2 separate regions of the Macaca mulatta genome follow, and region 1 is linked to region 2. The links are chromatin contacts, called in public Hi-C maps. All regions are on one chromosome and are shown on one strand. Each heading gives the region's core, a stretch centred on a gene start, on an enhancer-like site or on the middle of the called end of the contact. The rest is flanking DNA. Distances are from core to core; before and after follow the strand shown. Region 1 holds the start of RTCB (RNA 2',3'-cyclic phosphate and 5'-OH ligase). Region 2 holds the start of FBXO7 (F-box protein 7).

Region 1 (2,700 bases), core at 108-2,607, 63 kb after region 2:
CCAGCTACTTGGGAGGCTGAGGCAGGAGAATCGCTGGAACCTGGGAGGTGGAGTTTGCAGTGAGCCAAGATGGTGCCAGTGCACTCCAGCCTGGCGACAGAGTGAGACTCCGTCTCAATAAAATAAAATAAAAAATAGAAAAGGGAAGAGACCTAAGGTTGCACAGACGTCAAGGCTTGATTTTAAAAGAGAATTCTTTACGTCTGAAATCTTTCCAAGAAACAGGGTAACCACAGGAAACTCTAAAAGTTGCATCACTTCAAGCTTTAGGATTTTTCACCCATCACAGATTCAGTGAAATGGCAGTGTGGAGTACTAAACTCAGACAATTCATAATTGAGAATGATATCAATGTGTCAGAGCACCTAATCAGTGGGGAGAAATTGGGGCAGAAGAGAAGAAGACCGGAACCAGTGTAGGTAATGCGATAAATGAATGTAAACTACATACTGTTTTTTTTTTTGCAGCACTTACAGTCTAGTGGGGGAATGGAAGGAGAGCTGTTTACAGAGTGCTTGCCGTGTGCCAAACCCTGTGCTGATTACTCCTCTGGTGTCACTTCATTTAGCCTTCTACTCAAGAAAGAAGTATGATCCCATTTTAGACATGATGAAACAGAGATAAGAAGGGTTAATCACACCAAGCCAGTAAATGGCACAGATAGAAATAGAATCTTGCAAGTCTTTCTAATCCCAAAGTTGCAGTTGTTGACATGAGGCAGAACTCGAAACTGAAATCACTTAAAGCTCACTTACCACTATGAACAAGAGGCTCACTTACCACTATGAACAAGAAACATGGCGTATAAAAGCATGATTAAAGAGGTCTTGATGATCAAAGGATGCTAGACTGAGGAGTTCTGGCGATCCATAGGGCTGTGATTTGATCATTTTGTAGTACATGTCTGGCCATAATAGATGCATCCACAAATGTTTGTTAGAATAAACGATAAGCTGCCATGCTTCATTCTTTAGGATGCCCCTTTCCGATAAAAAAAAGTTATTTGATGTATATCCAGATTCATTCCGAAACATAAATGTTCAGCTATGGTATTTATTCAAACAGGTTTTTCTTTCTCAGCTGCTGGCGTATCTTTTTCCCCTCCCAGCTGAGGGTGTAAACTCCAAGCCGATGCACCGGACCTGACCCAGACTCAAGGTGTTTTCATAAGCTGCAGAAAAGCGTCTCCAAAACAAAAGATAACTACATTAGAATTTAAACTCCTGGATTTCGCTTAGCTGTAGCTTAGAGGAAATCGACTAATAAAGATCCTAGCTATACACTAGAGGACAATGCAGCTTAACCAGAGGAAAGACGTTGGCCTGAAGAGTTTCGAGCCTCGGCGCTTGCCGTTGCTCATCCTGCTGCGGCGCTGGTCGCGCCTGCGCTTTGGTTGTTGGAAGGCGGTGCTCTGGGAAGCCGGACAACGCGGCAGCCGCTCTTCAAAGCCGAGCCGGGAGTTTTCGCTACCGTTGTCGCCGCCATGAGTCGCAACTATAATGATGAGCTGCAGTTCTTGGAAAAGATCAGTAAAAACTGCTGGAGGATCAAGAAGGGCTTCGTGCCCAACATGCAGGTAAGTCAGGAGAGTAAATGGCGGGGCCTTCCCTGCTCCGTCCCCGGCCCGGCCGGCGTCCACCGCGCCCTCTGGACCTCCCTCGACCACTGGGTCCGCCCCGGCCCCTTGCAGAGTTTCTCTCATCCCCTCCTTCTCCCCTCACGGTTCTGGGGCCGCCCAACGTGTTCCAGCACCACCTCCCGCCAGGAGAGGTCCCCGAACCACGAGGAGAAGCTAAGCGCAGTGGATATGGGGAATCCAAATAAATACGAAATTGGGGTTTCCAAAGCGTTTTCACAGATCAGTCTCATAAACGCATCGTGAGCTGGTTTACGTTCCTGGTCTTCAAGGTGGAAATTGCCAGCCCTGGGTTCATTTGCTAGGACTGGAATTCATCTCCTCTGAGTCATGCTGGTTATTTATATAACGTTTACAGACCTTTGTTCACTGAACCAAGTTTTCAGCATTCAGTATTCCATGTTGGTTTTTAATTAAGCGATGTCATTTCTTGCAGTAGCACAGGGGAGGGCCTGATTGATTTTAATACTTCACAGAAGGACCTCGAGCATCTGTCGGTGACATAGTTTCCTCTACCTACCTAGGAAGAAGCTCAGCCAGGACTTGATGTCCAGTTTACTAGTTTTTCCTCTGATGTCCCAAATGGAGACTTGAGGGCTTGGGATCATCAGACAGTTTAAAAGCCTGGGCTCTGTATCTCTCGGCCTTCATCACCATCTGTGCTCATATTTTTCATTAACGTGAAAAAAGAAAACGTTTGTGAAGTTTTGCAACGTATTTTTAAATAGTTTTTGAAATCCCTGAAGATGCCAAGTAAATGCCTCAAAGGTTTACCGTCTCACGTCTTGGTAAACAGCTCCCAATAGCCACTCCCCTCTTTTATTCGGAATCAAAGCTTATTGAGTTTCCCTTGTTGGCAAGTCATTTACACTGAGGGAAGAAAAAGCCCACAGGGATAAATCTGTGTTCTATTTGCTGTTTGGCCACTTTCTTTGTATGGAAACCGATACCCTGAAGGAAGGAAACATAAGGGGAGCACAGTGGTTCATGGCCTGTAATCTCAACACTTTGGGAGGCCAAGGCGGGAAGATTCTTTGTGCTTAGAACTTCCAGACCTGTCTGGG
Region 2 (2,700 bases), core at 186-2,685:
TGAAAGGGCGAGAAATTCAGAATAACGGCCTCATTTTACCCAATTCCCTAAAAATAAGGTGAAAATGTAGGAAGGTTTTTGTTTTTGAAGAATTCACCTAAAAATCCCCAGGGAACATCATTTTTATTCGTCCTTAGCACACTCAAGTTTCAAATCCACTAGCTCAGTATTTGAAGAGGACCACTCTTACCGTGCCGCTTTACTCCCAAATTGTTGTTCCCCAAAAAGTATCTTTTAGGGAAACAAAGCAGCTTCATCTGCAGTCCCATAAACCAATAACAGAATATGATCCTTTCTCAACTTTACTGCCCCCAAACTGCAAGCTCTCAAGATCAACCTTTGCCTCAGTTTTAGCAAAAAAGCAACATTTCGCCCAAGAAAATCAAAGGGCTGAAACACGCCTACACGCTGTACTTTCTAAAACTTTTCAGCGGCTAAGTCCAAGCGCTCGCCGCGATGCCTGGCGCATGAACATAACAATCTAAAATTGCTGCCGCTTCACAGCAGCCATACAAGCTACCGGTGGCCTCGGATGGAGGGCAGATTTTTAACTTCCAGCAATTTCCAAACTTTTTCACTGAAATACTCCCAACAGCTGAAGAAATTAACTCGGACCCCTGACAGTCCAGAAAGGTTTAACCCAAGCCAAGCTCATCATTTCCAACTTGAAATCTAACCAGTTGTGGGAATTTTGCGTTCCCTCCTCTCCCCGGTTTCCTTTACTGCAAGACCAGAGGCCATGACTCACCCAGAAGGGGACCGGAGCCCCCGGGAGGCCGCGCCATGTTCTCCAGGAGCAGGACCCCAGCCGACCACCCGCGCGTCCAGTCGCCGGCACCCCCCCGCCCCCCGCTCCGCGACGCCCGGAAGAGCCGAGGCCTCCAGTGAAGGTCCCCCCACCCCCGGCGTCCCCGCACCTGGCCTAGCGCCCGGCCACGCCCGCGCCTGCAGCCCACAGATGACGCCAACCCGCCCTGCACCCACCCCCAGCACTCCCCACTCCCCGCAGGCCGCCCAGCCCCGGCCCCCGCGTACCTGTACCCCCAGGTGCACAGCAGGGCCTGGCTCAGGTGCGCGCGCAGCTGCCCCAGCGTCGGCTCTGCCTCGGGCACCTCCAGCGGCCAGGTCCGCTTCTGAAGCCGCACCCGCAACCTCATGACGGCGGCAGGCGACCCGTGGGGCCTGGACCCGGAGGCGGCGACGGGGACGGCGGCGGGGCCGAGCAGCTCTCGCCCCAAACGGCTACAACCCCGGACCGGCGACTACCGGAGCTGAGGGCTTGCTGAGGCGAAACGAGGAAACAGCCCCGCCACCGAGACCGCCCTGCTGGTGGGGCTCTGGAATATGAGCGCCCGCCCCACTCCTGAGGGCGCCGCCTGGAGCGGACCCCGAGAGCTGGAGGCGGGCAGGCGGCCTAAAGGAGCCAGGCCTCTTGGGGTCGGCCGATCGATGACTCGGCGCGCAACGGCCCTGCCTGAGAGTGCGGGCACAGTGCGCAGGCGCCGAGATGCGGCAGCTCCCTGGCGTCCCAGTCTTTCCTCGGCGGTAGCTGGGACTCCCTGTATTTGCTCCCTGTGTGCATGGAACAACGGTAGCGCAGACAGGGATGCTGCAGACAGACAATACAGTCGCCACTCCCCAGGACCAAGTGTCACCCCATTTCTTCTGTGGCCCGCAGCTCCAGCGGCATCTGCTCTGAGAAGCCTAGGTTAATCCTCAGGCTTGGCCGGGCGCGGTGGTTCACGCTTGTAATCCCAGCACTTTGGGAGGCCGAGGCGGGTGGATCGCTTGAGCCCAGGAGTTCGAGATCAGCCTGGGCAACATGGTGAGACCCCCCATCTCTACAAAAAAGACAAGAAATTACTCAGGCGTGGTAGCGCCTGCCTGTGATCCCAGCTACTTGGGTGGCTGAGGCAGGAGGGCCGATTGAGCCCGGAGGTTGAGGCCTCAGTGAGCTGTGATCGCACCACTGCACCTCAGCCTAGTTCCACAGAACGAGACCCTGTCTCAAAAAAAGTAGAACTATTTGTAGCCAGTAATCTATGTTCGACAGTTTATTAGAACTCTATTGCTGCGTAACAATCACCCCAACGTTTAACGCAATAAACATTTGTTGTCCCACAGGTTTTAGAGGTCAGGGATTTGGGGATACGTGGCTGAGTGGTTCTGTCTCCAGGTCTCCCATGAGATTACAGTCAAAGTGTAGGCCAGGGCAGCAGTTATTGATTAGGGCCGGAGGATCGGCCTCCAGGATGGCACACTCATGACTGTTGGCCGGAGACCTGTTTTTCACCACGTGAACCTCCCCATAGGGCTGTTTGAGTGTCCCCATGACATGGCAGCTGGTCTCCCTCAGAGCAGGTGATCCCAGAGAGACCAAGGCATAAGCCACAATGTCTTTTATGACCTAGCTCCAGAGGTCACATATGGCTTTTGTCATATTTACAAACCAACCCGCTGTGTGAGGGGATCCACCCGAAGGTATGAATGCCAACAGACAGGGATCGCTGCAGGCCATCCTGGAGGCTGGCTACCAGAGAGGATCTAATTAATGATAACTTAGATGAGAGAGAGTATCAAGTTTCATCCTTGTATGATAACCGTAGTCCAAATCCTTAGAGTCAAATAAAGTTTCTCCCTATAGGTGGCGGCACTTGTCCACATCCTGCCCTCGATTCTGCAAGTAAATATGTATTGATT

Evidence for each region. Hi-C and Micro-C count contacts between places; a contact is called where the count stands out from the background.
Region 1: a Hi-C map of liver shows a contact between it and region 2, with 3 times the contacts expected there. The contact joins the promoter of RTCB here to the promoter of FBXO7 in region 2. A contact is called at or near these places in 5 of 14 Hi-C or Micro-C datasets (CD4 T cells, cortical neurons, fetal cortex germinal zone and 2 more).

The regions. Positions count from the first base shown.
Region 1 is chr10:19,091,557-19,094,256 of T2T-MMU8v2.0, forward strand. It overlaps RTCB (RNA 2',3'-cyclic phosphate and 5'-OH ligase), which reads left to right and starts at 1,358. Exons shown (of 12, transcript NM_001194558.1): 1 at 1,358-1,576. The coding sequence starts at 1,484.
Region 2 is chr10:19,028,921-19,031,620 of T2T-MMU8v2.0, forward strand. FBXO7 (F-box protein 7) reads right to left here and starts at 1,436. Exons shown (of 9, transcript NM_001257458.1): 1 at 1,036-1,436. The coding sequence starts at 1,157. It overlaps BPIFC (BPI fold containing family C), which reads left to right and starts at 979. Exons shown (of 17, transcript XM_077949874.1): 1 at 979-1,825.